Linked DNA regions of Mus musculus: region 1 is linked to region 2. A link is a contact called in public promoter capture Hi-C data. All regions are on one chromosome and are shown on one strand. The core of a region is the stretch at or near the end of the contact, and the rest is flanking DNA. Distances in the headings are between cores, read along the strand shown. Region 1 overlaps Ankrd11 (ankyrin repeat domain 11). Region 2 holds the start of Spg7 (SPG7, paraplegin matrix AAA peptidase subunit).

What was found. Promoter capture Hi-C pulls out the DNA fragments that hold promoters and counts their contacts.
Region 1: a promoter capture Hi-C map of the HPC-7 cell line shows a contact between it and region 2. The contact joins the enhancer-like site here to the promoter of Spg7 in region 2. A contact is called at or near these places in 12 of 39 promoter capture datasets (the C10 cell line, the HPC-7 cell line, cranial neural crest and 8 more), 1 of 15 datasets of contacts at CTCF or cohesin (CD8 T cells), 13 of 484 Hi-C or Micro-C datasets (the AML12 cell line, B cells, CD8 T cells and 10 more), 16 of 115 datasets of contacts at active chromatin or transcription factors (the 230-238 cell line, CD8 T cells, the HPC-7 cell line and 9 more) and 3 of 9 other capture datasets (adipose tissue, liver and pancreatic islet).

What each region holds. Positions count from the first base shown.
Region 1 is chr8:122,977,813-122,983,241 of GRCm38.p6, reverse strand. All of the region lies in intron 1 of Ankrd11 (ankyrin repeat domain 11), which reads left to right. Gm24445 (a small nuclear RNA gene) reads left to right here and starts at 299; the gene lies at 299-405. Within about 2 kb of position 3,606, at least 19 of the 459 cell types and tissues checked have an H3K27ac peak or open chromatin away from gene starts, as enhancers often do. A contact at or near this core is called in the HPC-7 cell line, bone marrow-derived macrophages and trophoblast stem cells, where this site is marked.
Region 2 is chr8:123,064,005-123,069,024 of GRCm38.p6, reverse strand. Spg7 (SPG7, paraplegin matrix AAA peptidase subunit) reads right to left here and starts at 3,517. Exons shown (of 17, transcript NM_153176.5): 1 at 3,316-3,517; 2 at 2,450-2,552. The coding sequence starts at 3,498.

The DNA.
Region 1 (5,429 bases), core at 2,357-4,856, 86 kb after region 2:
CATGTCCTTTTAGAGATGTTAAAAAATATCAAAGACCTTTTGGAAGTAAGTCAAGACTTAGTTTTGATTTTGAAAGATCAGTAGTTTGCCAGGTGAGCAGAGTGGAATAGAACCCTTTGTGTTTTTCATTCTGTTCTTTAGGTAAGGTCTTTCTGTGTTGTCTGGCTGCTCTGGAGCTGGCTGTGCAGGCCAGGCTGCCCTTAAACTTACAGGAGATCCACCCACTTCTGTTTCCTATGATTAAAGGCACACACTCACTATGTCCAACCTTGTGATATCTTTAAAAAATATTAATATAGTGCTCGCTTTGGCAGCACATATACTAAAATTGGAACGATACAGAGAAGATTAGCATGGCCCCTGTGCAAGGATGACGCGCAAATTTGTGAAGCGTTCCATATTTTTAAAGTACCCAAGGAGCTGTAGGGGTCTGCAATCCTATAGGTGGAACAACAATATGAACTAACCAGTACCCCCAGAGCTCGTGTCTCTAGCTGCATATATAGCAGAAGATGGCCTAGTTGGCCATCATTGGGAAGAGAGGCCCCTTGGTCTTACAAATTTTATATGTCCCAGTACAGGGGAATGCCAGGGCCAAGAGGTGGGAGTGGGTGCGTAGGGGAGCAGGGCGGGGGGAGGTTATAGGGAACTTTTGGGATAGCATTTGAAATGTAAATAAAGAAAATATCTAATAAAAAAGATTAAAAATATTAATATATTATTTGTACAAAATAATGGGTTTCATTGTAACATTTTCACGAAGGTATACAGATATGCTTAGATAATATTTATTCTCTTCCTCTACCCTCTTTCTCTTCTCTTTGACCCTTCCTCTGCTTGAATCTTAGGGTCCTGCCATATAATGCAGGTTGATGTCGCTCTGGATCTTCCTGCCCCGGCTTCCAAGTCCTGGGATTTATAGGGTGTGCCACCATGGCATTGCTCACATGTGTGTTTATCTAGTTCTGCATAATGTACTCTTTCTTCTCATTGTGGTCGTGAAATTTGAAAACCAAAATATAGTCCTTGTTAGTCCAGTGACCTGTTTTATAGGCCAGATGGATATATGGTATAGATGAGTGTTAGATGTGGTAGAGTCACTTCTAAGCAGTATGGAGGATAAATTGATTGGGTGTGTGGTTGAAGGCGGAGAACTAAGTTATGATAATGTAGGTGAGTAAATATTGATTTTACTGAGAGTTAGAAATTAGGGTAGTAATGGTAGAAGTAGGAAAGTTTTTTTTTTTTTTTTTTTTTTTTTAAATTTCTTTTCCTTGCAATAGAATTGGCAGGTTTTACAATCTCACTTTTGGCAGTAAGAAGGCACAGCTGTTGGCTTCTGGCTTGTAGGATTGCACAGACAGGAAGTTCAGGAAAAGAAGAGGCTGGATAGAGCAGTGTGCCCACACTCACGTGTGGTGTGTATGCGAGGAGGATGGGAAGCATGCGTTGACAGTGCTGGACATGGACATAGTTATTCAGAGCGGAGTTAAGCAGCATGGTTGGATCACAGTAGCTGATGAGGTTGCTAAGCAGAACGGTGGCAATGGGACATAGTTCAGAAGATCATGTAGGAGAGGAGATGAAGCACACACCTGAAGGAAACTGGGAGAGATTTCAGGGGAGCCTGGTGTGGATGGGAGGTGGTGTGTGACTAGTTACATGCATGTTTCAGAGCTAAGCTTTGAGTTTAGGCAGATTACTCGTACACTCGGAGCTTTCTTACGAGGAGGAGGAAGAGGGTACTCCGGTTAAGATGTCGTGTGAGAGACCTCGTGGCAGATATGAGGACCTGCCACTCACCAGCTTGCTCTCAAGTTTTCCTGGTACCTGAGTGCTCCATACTTTGGGTGTGTCAGTAACCAAGTCCGTTGTAGTAAGCACAATGAATGCAGACACGTAGTATGCATAGTTATACACGAGACCACCTTGCCTTTATTCCTGGTGTGGGTGCTAGGATCTGAACTCAGGTCCTTTGCAAGAGTAACATGTGCTCTTAGTCCTGAACCATCTCTCTAGCCCCCAAAGGATCTTTTTTTAAAGGGGAAAATAGTTTTGTCACATAAAGGAGAATCTTAAAATTTTAAAGTTGTTTTAGGGATAAGCAGAGTTTATAGATTAGAACTCCTATTTCCTTAGACATACCAACCATTTTCCATCTTTCTCTACTCTCAAGAAATTTAAGTCAGACTTTTTTTTTTTTTTTGCTTTATTGCTGTTTTACTCTTTGTGACTGTGATATAAGCATCTGTTTCTTTAATTTTTCTTTGAATTGGTAGCAGATGGCAACAAACTTGTATCTTGTAACTTGACTGGAGTCATTTTATAACTTTTGTTAGTTTTCTTCGGGTTCTGTACTGTCTCTGGTATGTGCTTTTCTCTTTGAATTCTTCAGTTTTTCATTTCTTTCTCCAAAATGAAGTTTCTAGCTAGGTAGTCCACTGAGGTTCAAGCTTTTGTTTGATTATTTATTTACTCATTTCAATCATTTTTTAAATATTTAAATGTGTGTGTGTGTGTGTGTGTGTGTGTGTGTGTGCGCGCGCGCGCGCGCGTGCGTGTGTGAGTGAGTGAATTTGTGTGAGATGTGTGTGAATGTCTATGGAAGCTAGACATTACCCTGGAGGTAGTTGTTAATCGCGTCACGTTGGTGCCAATTAGTAAACTTGGGTCCTTTGCAAGAGCAGTCAGTTTTCCACTTTATCACTGAGCCATCTCTTCAGCCCCCTTGTTCAAGTTTTAATGGAGCCTCACTGGTAGTAGGTTTTGTTTTCCTGTGGGTGCTTCCTTATGTGGTTTGTTATATTGCTTCTTAATCTGTCTTTCTGGAGCACCAAGAGAGGGGATTTGTAAGGAGCTCTGCGGATGACGCTTTGTAAAATGAGAGTCCTTACAGAGCTCTGCATGGTACTATTTCCTGTCTGATGGAAGAGGCTGTGCCCAACACACGGAACAGCTCCTCACATTGACACCGGGAACAACCCCAGCATGGACTCTTGCCACGTTACTATACCCACGACACTACTCAAGAAGTAATGAAGTTGGCAGTGAACAGCAAAGAAAACACACGTGGGCAAATGATCAAGGAGACATGTATTTGTGCTTACAGTTCTGAAAGTCCTAGATCATTGCCTCAGCCTCTGGCTTTTGATGTAGGGCCCACGCTGCTGGGACAAGAGGAAGTGTACAGATTCACGTGGTGGGGGAAAAGGACTAAAAGGGGACCTAACTCTATGAAGTCAGGATCTGTTGGCTACATTCCTGAGAGCTGCACCTTTGTGATTCACAAATGTACCAGGCTCCTTCCCCAGCATTGCTGTGTGAGTTAACTGAGCTTCAACCTGAGCTTCGGTGGGAAGGAACCAAGGCAAAGCTCTGCTAGGTATACGGCTGTGGGATTGTGTAGGTTTGAGAAGAGTTTGTGATAGTGGCCGTCTCTAGGCTGTCTGAAAAGTTGGTTTTATGTCTTTATTGTTAGAATGTGTGAGTGAAGTGTCAGAAAGGAGGAGAGATTTCCTATTCTTCCTCCTTCCAGCCTAGAGAGTTGCTTTGGAAGGAGTTTGTGGTGGATTTCTTGATTGACACTTGGTGCAGATTCAGACCTTGTGGTGTCTGGGCTGTCCTTTGTAGCTTCCATAACCTTGCAAGCTTCCTCCACGTAAGATGCTTGGGCTGCGCTGAGTCACTTTCTTTAGCTTGAGTTTGAATTGTATTGAAACATTTAGTTTTGCCTTTTTTTTTTTTCCTCCCTTTAGGTGAAGGAAACATTAAATTTAAAGGTGTGTGAGGAATTTTCTTCTTTTAACTTCTTTATCCTCCCAGGAGGGTGGGTGGGAAAGGGGAGGGGTTAGACTGAGACCGTCTTGCTTCTCTAGGAGGAGGCCAGGGTCAGTCCTAGGCATGACCCAGCACAGCTTGTTGGACTCTAGTGTTGTCAGGAAGGGAAGGAAACTCACTTGCCTGTGGATTTCTGTCCGAGAACTTCCGGCCATACAGGGTTTCTCCGAGTTCTCGTGGACTCCCTAAAGCCATAAGAATAGCTTTCATGTGCAAATATTGAGTTTCCAGAAAAAAGGGAGTCTCTGGATCTAGCTGGATTTGAGTCCCAGCCCCTCCAGCACTGACTGACTGTGTGACCTGCTGTATATTTTTCATAGACCCATGGTTCAGTTTTCTCATCTGTAAAGAAGGATAATCATGATGGCATAGTCTGTAGAGTTATTGAAATGAAACGCGTCAACATTAGATAGTCATGTGTATTTATACACGTACATTTTGACTCCGAGCTTGCACTTGGAGAATGATTTAGCACTCCCTGTACTTAACTGTTCAGCTCTACCAATGGTTTTTGTTTTATAAAACTGCCATCACAGCCAGGATCATGGCATTGATTGAACTTACTAGCCTTGGTCAGCTTGCTTGTTTTCCTTGTGCTCAGACATCTGTAAGGAAGGAGATTGACTTTTGTTCATTTGTTACTGTCTGGGGTTACAGAGAGCATTTCCACATCTTTTCTTTAATTTTTGAGAGCTACTCATGCATCTTTCATTTCTAAGACGTTATCATACAAAAGGTCATAGAAACAGGATAATAGACATTGTAACCCAAGGGACCAGGCAGAGTGGTGCATGTCTAACTTTATCATCCAGGAAGTGGAGTCAGGAGAACTGGGAGTTTAAGGCCATTCTAGGACTTTTTCTCAGTGTCAGACACGTGGGGATGTAAGCTTGGGTTTCCCATGATGGTATGGGAAGGGACAACCATATTACCCATGAGATTGGTCCCCACCTTTTGGGTTAGCTTCCTTCCCTTCGGACAGTGGTTCTCAACGTTCCTCATACACCACCCTTTAATACAGTTCCTCATGCTGTGGTGACCCCCAATCATAAAATTACTTTTTGTTGCTATTTCATAACTGTAATGTTGTTACTGTTGTGAATCGTAATGCAAATATCTCACATGCAACCCCCTGTGAAAGGGTCACAGCCCACAGATTGAGAAATACTATCTTAGGGGCTACTCCAGTGCCTGTACCAGTAGTCCTGCTCTTATGGTTGTCATCTCCTCTGAAACTGGAGTTAGGACAATTTGTGAGCCACCATGTGGGTGGTAGGAATTGAACCTGCGTCTTCTGTAAGAGCAGCTAGTACTCTAGTTCAACTTACTTATACTTGTTTTTAATAGCTTTAAGGCTTTAATTCGTAGCCTATAAAGAGATTTAAGGACAGACCAAGAAAGCTCACTTTATCTTTGTAACATTCACGTGGAACATCTTGCTTGGTACAGCAAAACCAAGCTAGATTTTTTTTTTTTTTTTTTACTATGTTGGGGAGCAAAAGTTGGAGATTGTGCTTGCGGACATTGCTTGTCCTCAGAGCCTCTCCTGCCCCAGGCGCTAAGGTTGCCTGGCTCAGCCCTGCTCACGCTCA
Region 2 (5,020 bases), core at 2,268-4,767:
TTCTTAAAATAAATAAATAGTTTTAGCCAGGTGTGGTAGCATATGCTTTTAGCACTTGGGACTCAGAGGCAGGCAGATCTCTTGAGTTTGAGGCCAGCCTGGTCTACAAAGCAAGTCCCAGGACAGCCAAGGAGATAGAGAAACCCCATTCCAGATAAAAAAAAAAAAAAAACAACCCAAATGAACAAAAAATTAAAAATTGATTAAAAAAACTAAAACCAATTTTTTTTCTGAGTGTTTCGCCTGCCTGCTTGTATGTGTATCATACACGCCTATTCCTATGGAAGTCAGAATCCAGAGTCCCAGACTGTTGTGAGCTGCCCCAAGTGGGTGCTGGGAACTAAACTCAGCTCTTCTGGAGAGGAGTAGATGTTCTTAACCTATGAGCCACAGTTCCAGCCCCAAGTCTAGTTTTCTTCATAAAGACTTTAGCAGCTTGTCAGGTGTGGTATCACACGCCTTCAATCCCAGCACTTGGAAGGCAGAGGCAGGCAGATCTCTGTGAGTTCAAGGCCAGCCTGGTCTACAGAGTGAGTTCTAGGGCAGCCAGGGCTACATAAGAAACCCTGACTCAAAAACAAACAATCAGAAGCAAAACTGCCTTCCTCCCGCTAGAAGTCAACACTGAAGTTCTGGCAGGAGAGGTGTATTATGTGTCCGATTTACATCAGTCACAGAGCAGGGGAAGAAATTCAAATGAAACTCAGCAGGTGAGCCCACTGCCAACACAGGCTGTTCCCTTCAAGTTAGGGTCGAGGCATTCCACTGTTCCTCATTCCAACTGGGCAACAAACCCGAATGTCCTTTGAGCTAAAGCAGAGGGTCTGTAGAATTTTAATCCCAGCATTGGGGGGCAGAGGCAAGACCTGAGTTTGAGGACAGCCTGGTCTACAGAGTTCCAGAACAGCCAGGGCTACACAGAGAAACCCTGTCTCCTAATAATTAAATAACTTGTTTGTTTTAAAAAGCAATCCAGAAAGAACAACAGCAACAACAATGGAACTTAATGTTTTATTTATTTTTTAAGATAAAGTGATTTTCATATGTGGGTGTTTTGCACGTACGGCTGTATACTGTGTGTGCAGCACTCGTGAAGGCCAGAAAAAGGGGTTGGATCCTCTGGAGTAGGCATTACAGATGGTTGTGAGCTGCCATATGGGTTCTGGGAACCAAACCTGGTTCCTCTGGAAAAGTAGCTCTTAACTGCTGAGCCATCTCACTAGGCCACACCACTTAGATTTTGTAAATGAGGGCTAATAACATGGTTCAAGATGCAGAGGGACTTTCTGCCAAGCTTCATGACCTCAATTTAATTCCTAGAACCCACAGGGAGTATCCCTGCACTCTGTGTGCTCACGCTCTCTCTCTCTTTCTGTCTGTCTGTCTCTCTCTCTCTCTGTCTCTCTCTCTGTGTCTCTGTCTGTCTCTGTCTCTGTGTCTCTCTCTGACACACACACACACACACACACACACACACACACACACACGGGGTGGGGGGCGGGGAAACAAAATAAAACACTTAAAGTGAGCAAAGAGAAGTCTAGGCCTGGTAGCACATACCTGTAATCCCAGCACCTGGAGGGTGAGAACAGGAGGATTCTAAGTTCAAGGCCAGGCTGGACTGCAAATTAATGCCTTGTTTCAAGAAAACAAAACCAAACAAACCAGTCTGCAACCCCCAGGTGAGGAGTGGGGTCTCACGTGCTCCCATTGGGAAGGGACAGGCAGGATGATCAAGGAGTGCTCACAGCCCCTAGCTATACATTTCACTTCAGATTATCCATAACAGGGCTAACATAGCTCACAGCACAAAGAACCAAAGGTTACAATGAAAATATAGCTTAGTTGTTAGAGTACTTGCTTACCATGCCCAAAGTCCTGAGTTCAATCCCTAGCTTCACATAACACTGGACAGAGTGGTACATACCTGTAACCTCAGGACTGAAGAGGGTCACAAGTTCAGGTGTTTTGTTTTTTAAAAGAATCAAAGGTACTCTTAGTGGCTGGGTGTTCCTAGTCTTCTGGTCAGTGTCTAACTAGTGACGTTCTCCTATGTCACTTGTCACCTGCCAAGGAGCCTCCACTCTTAGACTAGAGTGCATGCACACAGCCTGAGATGGTGGATGCTGCTGCACACACAGCATGGCCTTCTGCTCCTAGGCTACTCTACTGAACATCACAGCGAGCCCTGCTCACTGCAGCAAGTGCTGTGCTCTCAGACAACATAAAACCTTTTGTTTTTTTGGGTGGGGGGTGGGGGTGAGCAGGGGGCCAGCAGGGTTTCACTAGCTAGTTCTGCCTGACCTCCAACTGGCAGCCCCTGTTTTAGTGCTGAGATTACAGGCATGTAAGACCTGGTTTGTTTGGTTTTGTCCTCTTCCACTATGCTCTTATAGGACTACAGTAAAACCTGTGTCCCTCAGTAATGGACCATGCAATGCATACACACCTGAAAGCGGCCACAGTCTGACTGCATTTGGAACTATATGCTGTTTCAGTAACAATCCGCTAATACCTTCAAAGCTAGGGGTCAGTATTCGCAATAGCAAACTCTGTAAAAAGAGAAAAAGACCGAGGTAACACTAAGACCATATACCACAACAACACAGGCCTAATCAAAGTCCTTGCCTAGCATGCAGAAAGCTATGGATTTGATCCCCAGTACCTCCTTAAAACTGGGTACAGTGGCGCATGCATGTAATCCCAGCACTTGGGAGGGGATGCAGGAGCATCAAAAGTTCAAAGTCATCTTCAACTGTGTATTGAGAATCTCTCCCTCCTCGGTTTCCATCCTAGAACTGCCTCCCAAGAAGGGGAGGGGCCAAGGGAAAGTGTCAATCAACTCCATCAATGAATTTCACTGGACTCAGCCACAAAACAAAACAAAAAAACCGAAGAAACAAAAGTCAATTAACTTTCACCCACAGCCCAGTTTGAGTCTCCAATTCACAATCTTCCTGGCCTCGTCCTACCAGCAAATACTGAAATTGCAAGTGTGCACCACCTATGTGGGCAAAAGGATCGGGAGTCCAAGGGCTGCTCCGAGTACACATGAACGCCTGCCTCCAGACCAGAAAGAAGAGGACGGAAAGGCACGGGTGACCAGGACTCAGTTTGAAGCCGCCAGGGACAGTGATACAGGGCGTCTCTCTCACACACGCCAGGGAGAGACGAACCACCCGAGGCAGATGCTGCCTCCCGTCCCGGGGAGCCCACAGCAGCCATCCTCCTGCGGAAGAGCGAGGTGCAGGCGCACTTCCGGTCGGCGCGGACCGACCCGCCACACCCGCCGCCGCCGGGCTCCGAGCGGGTTACCTGAGGCGCGTGGCCTCCAGCCGCAGCCGGGCCAACCGGAGTCCCGCGGGCCGCGTACGGCCGCCTGGCCCCAGCCCCGGACGAGAGGCCTGGGCCCCTGCCTGAGAGCAGGCCCCACAGCCGTCGGGGCCGGGGCTCCGGGCCGGGGCGGAGCCCGCGAAGCAGCAGCAAGGCGGCCGCCATGGTGCCGAAAGCGGCGCCTGCGCAGTGCGGCTCCGGCCGCCCTAACGGTCAGGTTTTTGAGGGCGGCCTCCCTTTGCGCTTGCGCGGGGTTGAAGGTCGCGCGCTCCTGGCGACGCCTGCGCGGTCCGAACCGTCTGGTATCCGCAAGGTTAGCTGCGAAACCTCGAGAGTCAGCAGGGTGCGCAGCGCGAAAGCTAGCAGCCCGCAGCCTGCGGGTTCACGTAGAGACAGGCTACGGTTACCCGGTATTTTTCTCTCTTGTGTTTTATTAACAGTCCAAGTTGCGGTTTCCAGTACTTGGCAAGTGGATACACGATTCGCTTTTCACGTTATCTCTTTCTTTGGGGTGCGATTTGGTGGTTCCTGTTGGCCACTTCCGTCCTTCCTGTACGTATTTATTTTGTTGTTTCTCTGTGTGGTGCTAGCTGTCCTCTCGCTGTAGACCAGACTGACCTCGAACTCGGAGATCCACCTGCCTCTTGGTTTTGGTTATTTGTTTTTTTAAATACAGTATCGCTGTGCAACAGTCTGGCTTCAAACTCAAGCTCCGTCTCCTGTGTGCCGGCCTGACAAGAATGAACCAGTTTTTCTGAACATCAGAGATCCGGGGGATGCCCCTGGCTGGCTACAGAATCAACTTAGAGCCAGTGGTGTGTGAGACCACAGGGCAGCAGCTACATACAGAGTAGGAAAACGGTGCCCTCAATCTTAGAGAGGGAGGGAGGGGGGCTCCTAAAGTCGGAACTGGAGGGGCTGGAGAGATGGCTCAGCTGTTAAGAGCACTGGCTGCTCTTCCAGAGGATCCAGGTTCAATTCCCAGCACCCACATGGCAGCTCATGACCATCTGTAACTCCAGTTCCAGGGGATTCGACAACCTCCCACAGACATACATGCAAGCAAAACACCAGTGCACATTAAATAAAACATTTAAAGTGGTGATTGGACCCGTGTCCTCTGGAAGAGCAGACAGTGCTCTTAACCACTGAGCCATCTTTCCAGACCCCTCCCCCCCTTATAGCCATTAGTGGTCTACTACCCATTTCTCCAACTCCCTTAGCATCAGGCAACCACTAGCATTCTTTGTTCCTGTGGACTGTGTTTATGACCAAATTAAGAGCCCCCTTAATTATACTCACTGCCCCTGAGGAGCACCCGTCATCCCGAGCTTCATACCATTTGGCTTTGACAGTTCATTTGTGCAGAGACAGAAGGGAGAGCTTGCTGTCCCACCCATGGACAGCTGCAATCCCAGGCCTGGGCAGGGCCACTGAAGCTCTGAGTCCTGCTAGTCCATGCCAGGCTGGTGCCTGGTAGTCTAACTGCAGAAAGCCCCCAAAGCAGTCTCGGTGCCTTTCCTTCCACTCCATGTCTTTCTGTACTCTCCAAGTCCCTTAACACTAAATAATTCAAACAATAAGCCTTCTCGGTGCTGACTGGTGCCTGGCTTCATGTCAAGCAAACTCTCTGAAGTAAATAAATAAATAAAAATTATCTTACTATGTAGTCCTAGCCAGTCTCAAA